2 separate regions of the Pan troglodytes genome follow, and region 1 is linked to region 2. The links are chromatin contacts, called in public HiChIP or PLAC-seq maps. All regions are on one chromosome and are shown on one strand. The core of a region is the stretch at or near the end of the contact, and the rest is flanking DNA. Distances in the headings are between cores, read along the strand shown. Region 1 holds the start of ADNP (activity dependent neuroprotector homeobox). Region 2 holds the start of BCAS4 (breast carcinoma amplified sequence 4).

What was found. HiChIP or PLAC-seq counts read pairs in DNA pulled down with a chosen protein or histone mark.
Region 1: an H3K4me3 HiChIP or PLAC-seq map of stem cell-derived excitatory neurons shows a contact between it and region 2, with 8 times the contacts expected there. The contact joins the promoter of ADNP here to the promoter of BCAS4 in region 2. A contact is called at or near these places in 1 of 7 Hi-C or Micro-C datasets (stem cell-derived neural progenitor cells) and 1 of 1 datasets of contacts at active chromatin or transcription factors (stem cell-derived excitatory neurons).

Annotation. Positions count from the first base shown.
Region 1 is chr21:57,220,092-57,223,673 of NHGRI_mPanTro3-v2.0_pri, reverse strand. ADNP (activity dependent neuroprotector homeobox) reads left to right here and starts at 2,067. Exons shown (of 4, transcript XM_016938135.4): 1 at 2,067-2,678. DPM1 (dolichyl-phosphate mannosyltransferase subunit 1, catalytic) reads left to right here. Exons shown (of 10, transcript XR_010154286.1): 10 at 1,324-1,444. It overlaps LOC104003620, which reads right to left. Exons shown (of 4, transcript XM_063802818.1): 2 at 2,450-2,803; 3 at 2,055-2,129. The coding sequence ends at 2,056.
Region 2 is chr21:57,082,985-57,086,611 of NHGRI_mPanTro3-v2.0_pri, reverse strand. It overlaps BCAS4 (breast carcinoma amplified sequence 4), which reads right to left and starts at 1,544. Exons shown (of 6, transcript XM_063803110.1): 1 at 1,265-1,544. The coding sequence starts at 1,444.

The DNA.
Region 1 (3,582 bases), core at 818-3,317, 140 kb before region 2:
CAGTGAGGGAACTGCTTTCCTTGGGGAAGAAACTTCTCTCATTCATAACAAGAAGAAAATTCATCAGTGCTTGATGTGAAATTAGTTTTAAGCTAAGATAATAGAAATGTAATATTCTCAGTTTTTTTGGAGTGGTTAGAATTTATTTTTTCTTAACCTAAACTCAAAGTTGAGTTCTCAGTGTCAAGTATGTGGAGCAGAAATTAAGTAACAACCTTAGAGAACCTAATATAGATAGTACTGCCTTCTCAGATACTCACTAGAGTAGATAATGTTTGCCTTTTAAATCTTTTTAGTTATTCACACAATCATTATCACAACACTGTCACTCTTGGAATTTACCATAGAGTATTTGAGCAGTGAAGACTCATAGCATTTGGAAGTCATTTAGAAAAGAATCTGGAATATTTAGATGCATTTTTGTAGTAAATCTGGTGCTTAAACACTGTAAAATTAAATATTTACATCTGAATCCAGCATCCCATTTTGCTTTGTAAATGAGGCCAAAGATGAAATCCAGATGTTTTCCCTTTGTATTTGTATTATCACTATATGGAATCTAAGTATATCTAAGGAAAACTAAACTTAAACTTACTTTGCTTATTTCATATTAGTTTTTAATCTGTCTTCTGCAGTGTGTAATTAGATTCTTTAGTTTTCTGAATCAAATGCTTTGCCCCAACCCCTTTTTCCACGACTTTTTTCAGCTGTTTTCCCTTGAAATACTGACTTGGCTTTTAAAGATACATTTTATCACAATTGCAGAAATGTGTTGTATAAAAGTTTGTTAAACAGGGCTAACTGAAGTCTTAGATGTTGAACAGCTATGTGTAACCACAATTTATACTACTTGCAGCGAACTCAGATTATTTTCGGATGTTAAGTATGGCTTGAAACTATGTTAACTTGAAATGTAAAGAAACAGCAAAAGACAGGTGTATTTACCTAAAGATCACATATTAAGGAAACAGGCTTGGTTAATTCCTCACTATTGACATCTATTACTTGTCAATACATTTAACCAACCAATGATACTTTAAATCATAATGTTACTTTGAACAACCTACTTTAAAAGGTTGGTTCAAAAATGTTGAGGAGATAATGTATTGGTTGGGATTGACCTAAATTTACAAAGCAACCATGTGCTGTCTTATGCTACCCAGATTGTGGGAGCACCAAAAGCTATGTCCCTAGGACTACAAAGTGTGTTAAGGATCTTGCAGAGAGCCAATGCCCCTATTGGCAACATCACTTCTCATCCTTAAGTTTCACCAGTTGGGTGGCCTCAAGGCACTAGGATTCCCTTTTTTTTTTTTTATTCAGGTCAAAGAGAAGAGTCCATCACTGTGACTGGGAAGAATGTCAAGTCACAGGGTAACGGCGGACCTTAATAAAATCTCGGCCCCTCTGCACCGAATACCCCACCAGGAAGGGCTAAGGCATCCATGGGGTTGTGTCTCATCTCAAGTCGCTGTGTGAAGCACGAGGCCCTCACACCTCATTTAAGGCAGGAGGCGTCAGGGGCGACCGGCCAGGTGTCCCGGCGCCTTCCGGCCGCTTCTCAGCCGTGGAAGCGCGGGCATCTGAGCACGTGGAGCCGCCCCAGGCCGCCCCGCACACCCCTCCCGCCAGATGTAGTCCAGGCCCAGCTGGGCCCGCGCAGGGATCCCCAGCACGGCCACCTGACTGAGTGCTGGGCGTGCTGCGGCCCGCTGCTTCTGCCTCCGCCGCCGGCGCTGCGGCCAGAGGAAGGCGCCCGCCGAGCACACGGGCCCCGGGAGCGCACTGCGGCCATTATCCGCGGCGCCTCCTAGTGGGTCAATGGCAAATCCGCCTGGTTCTCGCGAGAGCTCCCCCCTCAGTGGGGATTATATAATTTCCCTCAAGTGGGGGTGGGGGTGCTGAGAGCACCCTCCCTCAGGAAAAGTTAGGTGCAAGCAGGGGTGGGAGTAAGAGGAACCCCCGCTGGGGAAAAGGGGGTTAGGGGTGCTGTCCCCACTGCCTCCCCCTATTTAGCTGGACAATGAGTCCTCTTATGCTAATGAGGCACTTACGTCACTTCCGCTCTTTCTCGGCCGCCATTTTGGCTGGGGCAGGTTCGGGGACTCGGTCCGAGGCGCTTGTATTGTCTGCTGAGGGGAGACGCGGGATCAGCCCCCTCCCCCGCCCGTTGCCGCCGCCGCCTCCGCCGGCCCGGTCTCCCCTCCGCCGCCCGCCGGGATCCATGAACTGAACTCCCGCCCCCCCCCCCCCGGCCGCCGCCATCTTGTGCCCCCTCCCCCTCCCGCAGGCAGCGCTAAGGGGGATTTTGGCGTCTTCTCAGACACAGCTCCCTCTCTCGGTCCCCGCTGCTGAGGAGCGAGAGGAGCGCGGCCGCCGCCGCCCGCGCCGGTGAAGCCGCCTCTCCCACACCCTCCGTCTCCTCCCTCCGCCCCTCCTTTGTCTGCACCGCTCGACGACGCCGCCGCCGCCCGCCGCTCTGCTGCGCCCGCCGCGCCCCCCGGCAGCACCCGCGGCCGCGGCGCGAGCCGGAGTCCGCCGAGCCGGAGCGCGACGAGGCCCCGGGCGCGCCCTCCCCGCTGCCGCCACCGCCGTGCCGCCGCCATCCGCCCGCCGCCGCCGCCGCTGTCCGGCCCCCGAGCACGCCGGCCCCGCGCGCGCCTCGAGGCCGAGTCAAGGTAAGCCCGGCGCCGCCGCGCGCGGACCCGCGGCCCTGCCCTGCCTCGCCTCCCGACCCCGGCCCGCGCGGCCGCCAGTGCAGCCTGGCCCCGGGCGCGGGCGCATTGTTGTTCGCATCGCCGCCCTCCAGCCGCACACACGCTCCTTTGCACACCCCGGCGCCGACGGGTCCCCCGTCCCGGCACGGACCGCTACCCGACTCTGCTCTGGAGGTCCAGGCGCCTCCTCCTGCAGCCCGACCCCCTTCTCCGCCCCGTGAGCCCACCGAGGCCAGCAGCCTGCCTGGCCGCCCGGAGCTTTTGCAGCTAAGGGCATCTCCCCCACCCCGCCCCCAGCCAGAACCGAGCTTCTCCCATCCCTGGAACTAATCCCGTCCGCCCCCCACCCCCAAAAGGAGCCCCCCCACGCACACCCCCATGCCTTGAACCAGCCTTCTGCCAGGTCTGCCCACCCTTACCTGGGGGAGGGGGGACGGGGTTGGGGGGGGCGGGGAGCACGCATGGCATGGAGTGAAAGTCTTTGCCTCCCCTGTGCAATCCTTCTTCCCCAACCTGCCAGCTTTCCTCCTATCCTGACCACAGTTCACCACCATCCCTTTTCCCCAATCTCAGCTGCCTGGTCAGCACCTCTTTCGAACATTCTGAGCCCCAACTTTGCAGTAAGGTGGTAGAAAATGGAAATCCAGAGAGCTGCAAAAAGATTTTCTTTTAATGTAATGAATGGGGAGTAGTTTTGTGAACACCCTCGTATTCACCTCTTCTTTCCTCTGGGAGGCCTGCCTGCCTTCCCCTCCCCCCCAACCTTGATCCCTGTCTGCTGGAAAAGGCGCGATTGCTTCTCTTCCTCTTCTGCCCAAGACCAAGACTCTAGGTCTGATATCCTTTTTAGCCACACACACACACA
Region 2 (3,627 bases), core at 295-2,794:
CTCATATATATGTATATATATATATGGAAAGATATTTTATGGTTTTTTTTTTTTTTTTGAGAGGGAGTTTTGCTCTTGTTGCCCAGGCTGGAATGCAATGGCTGATCTCAGCTCACTGCAGCCTCCGCCTCCCAGGTTCAAGCGATCCTCCTGCCTCAGCCTCCCAAGTAGCTGGGATTACACGCCCGGCTAATTTTTGTATTTTTAGTAGAGACGGGGTTTCGCCATGTTGGTCAGGCTGGTCTCGAGCTCCTGACCTCAGGTGATCCACCCGTCTCGGCCTCCCAATAGTGCTGGGATTACAAGCGTGAGCCACCACGCCTGGCGAGATAGATTTTTTTTTTAATGTCTCACTCTGTCGCCCAGGCTGGAGTGCAGTGGCATGATCAAGCCTCACTGCAGCCTCACTCTTCCCCGTCCCCTATCCCCATCCCAAGCAATCCTCCTGCCTCAGCCTCCCAGAATGCTGGGACCACTGGCACGAGCCAATACTCTGCCTAGGCAGATACAGATATCTACATTTGTAAATGCATTTTAAATGTCCGGAATGATTTATACCAAAGAGTTAATGCTGGTTTTCTAAGAAAACTAGAATTGGGGTGGGAGAGAAAAGAGAAAGGGGTGCATAGCCTTTATTTTAAATACTCCTGTACTGCTTTTGTGGTTTAAAAAGAGAATGGGTTGAATTTCTGACCGTAAATAACTCCTAGTGAACTCAGACAAATAACTTTTTCACAACAGCGTCGACAGATGCCTCCAGCCGGAAGGTAGAGGGTCTCGTTTTAGATCTGCTTTTCACTTGGTGCTTTTAAAATAGAAAGCGCAGACAGAGGCGTGGTGTTTTCGCTCCGAGCTGCAGCAGCGCAGCGCGGCTTCGGGGCTCCCCGCACAGCCGCAGCCTGAGGCGCCGCTCGGCCCGGGCACCGCTCGGAGGTAGCCGGGGCAGCAGAGGTCCCGGGGTCCGCCTCTCCCAGGGCCGGCCTGGCAAAGGGCGGCGCCTGAGGACCCGGCGGATGCTGGGGGACCCGGGTGGGGAGGGAAAGCGAACCTGGGCCTCCGGGGCCCGGTGTCGCCCGGAGGAGCGAGCAGGGACGACCCGCTGCACATCTCTGGGTGGCGCCCCGCAGCCACCCTTCAGGAAGGGGGGAATCCCCGGGCCCCCCACTCCGGGAGCGAGAGGATGCTCCGGGGAAGCCGAGGGTCCGGAGCCCGGACCCCTAACCGCGAGAACCCTCTCCTCCAACTCCACAGCCCCGTCCCCTACCTCGGCCCCAGGCTCGGGGGTCAGGAAGAGCGCGAGCTCGCGCGCCCCGCTGCGCACGGGCTCCGGCTGATCAGCGTCCACGAGCAGCATCAGGAGGGCGACGGGGTCCGGCTGGCGGAGGCTGCCTGGGAGCCCGTGGTTGCGCCCGGGCCTCGGAGCCCCGCCCCCGGTCCGCTGCATGCCCCGCGGCCCGCCTGGCGGAGGCGGGGCAGGTGCGCTCCCGGCGGTCGCGGCTCGCAGCTCCAGGAGCGCCGGGCCGAGCGGGCAGCGCCACCCAGTGGCGAGCGGCGCGCGCTGCGCCCGCCTCCGCAGCACCTGGGCATCAGTGCTTTGCAAACTCGCTTGCAGATGGCAGTCACCTGGAGCTCTTTTAGAATTTCCCAAGCCTGGACCACACCGTCTCTGGGTTAAGACCTGGGCATCAGGATCTTTTGATGTTTGCTAGGTGGTTCCAACCAGATTGTTGACCCAAAGCTAAATTTGAGAACTATTGGGGCAAGCCACCCCTCCCCATCGGAATCCCGGTAGAGTACAGGCTCCCGGCCCCGGACCCGGCCGTAAAATAGAATCCCCGGGGAGCTTTTAAAAGCCCGGAAGCCAGGCCTCGCATCAGGCCGATTAAGTCGGAATCCTTCGGAGTGGGGCTTGGGCATCGGTAGTTTCTAAAACTCCCCGGGTGATTCTAACGGGCGTCCGGGTTAGAGAGGCGCTAGCTTAGAGGAAGCCCAAAGCCGCCCGCCCCCCGCCCGTTCCCATCCTACTAAAGCATCTAGTTTGCATCGGGCGGAGGGTCCTGGAATTTAGGGAAGGCCGAGTGTAACGGTCCTCGTCTTCCTCTTCGGTGCAGATTTTAAAATAAACTTCACCAGGAAACTATTGAGCGCACTACATTTCACAACCGCACCCACTCCCTCCATGCCCTTGGAGGCCGGCCTAGATAGACCCTTTACAAGCCTTGGGGCTGAAGAGAGCGAGGTGCGCCTCATCTCCCACCCCAACAGTGCTAATGAGGAAAGTACTAAAAGGCAAATAGGTATAAGAAAAGTCTGAAGTTTTGATTTTTCGTTTGATGACTTATTTTTATTTTTAATTAATTTTTTTTTTTTTTTTGGAGACGGAGTCTCGCTCTGTCGCCCAGGCTGGAGTGCAGTGGTGCGATTTCGGCTCACTGTAACTTCCACATTCCGGGTTCAAGCAATTCTCCCCCTCCCTCAGCCTCCCGAGTAGCTGGGATTACAGGCGCCTGTCACCACGCCCGACTAATTCTAATTTTTGTATTTTTTAGTAGAGACGGGGTTTCGCCATGTTGGCCAGGCTGCTCTCGAACTCCTGACCTCAGGTGAGCCACCTGCCTCGGCCTCCCAAAGTGCTAGGATTACAGGCGTGGGCCAGCGCCCCCTGCCTGCTGACTTTTCTTTAAATGTTAAATCGCCTCACAAAAAAAAAAAAAAAAAAAAAAAAAAGGCTGAGCTGCTTGGGCAAACATAAGGAGACTCCATCTCTCTAAAAGAAAAAAAAAAAAATTAAAATTGCAGGGTGTGGTGGGGCACAACTGTAGTCCTAGCTACTGGAGAGGCAGATGCAGGAGGATTGTTTGAGGCCAGGAGTTCAAGGCTACAGCGAGTTATGATCGCACCACTGCACTCCAGCCTGTGTGACACAGTGAAACTCTGTCTTTTGTTGTTGTTGTTGTTTTTTAAAAAGGAGGGGCTGGTATCAAGGGTGCAAATAAATATATAGGACGTCCCACACCTTCCTCTCCATTAAATCTGAATTTATATTGTAGTTGGCCACCCTAGGTAGGGGCCTAAACAACACATGTTTGACCTGCCTTTTGTGTAGTCCATCACTGCACAATTCCCACTTCCAAATCTGTCCACTGCTAATTTCTCCCTATCCAAATATCCAGGCCTTCAGGCCAGTCATTTTCTGGAAAATTCTTGGCAAAGACTTGGGCCTCAAGTGCTTAAGGGTTTTATAGGAACTCACTGAGCCCACACTCGGCCATTCATCATTGTTATGATTTCCCTGATGCTCTGAGCCCTCCTCGCCATCCCCTGGGAGCCGGTCTCAGACCCTCGCCCTTGCCTGCTGGCTAGGCATCTCCCACAAAGAGCCCAGGACTGGCCTCAGATCACCAAATTGACCTGAGCACAGCAAACTTCTCCTGGTGGATAAATCTCAGAAACATAAAGCTAAGGAAGAAAAGTTGTGTTGCAGAAGGCTCTGTAGGGCACTGTGCCATTAGCACAGTTTTTAAAACACGCAGAACCACACTGTATATTGTTTATGGACACCGACAGATGGAGCAAAAGTACAAAGCTGTGCATGGGAACGACATACCCCATGTTCCAAAAGTGGTT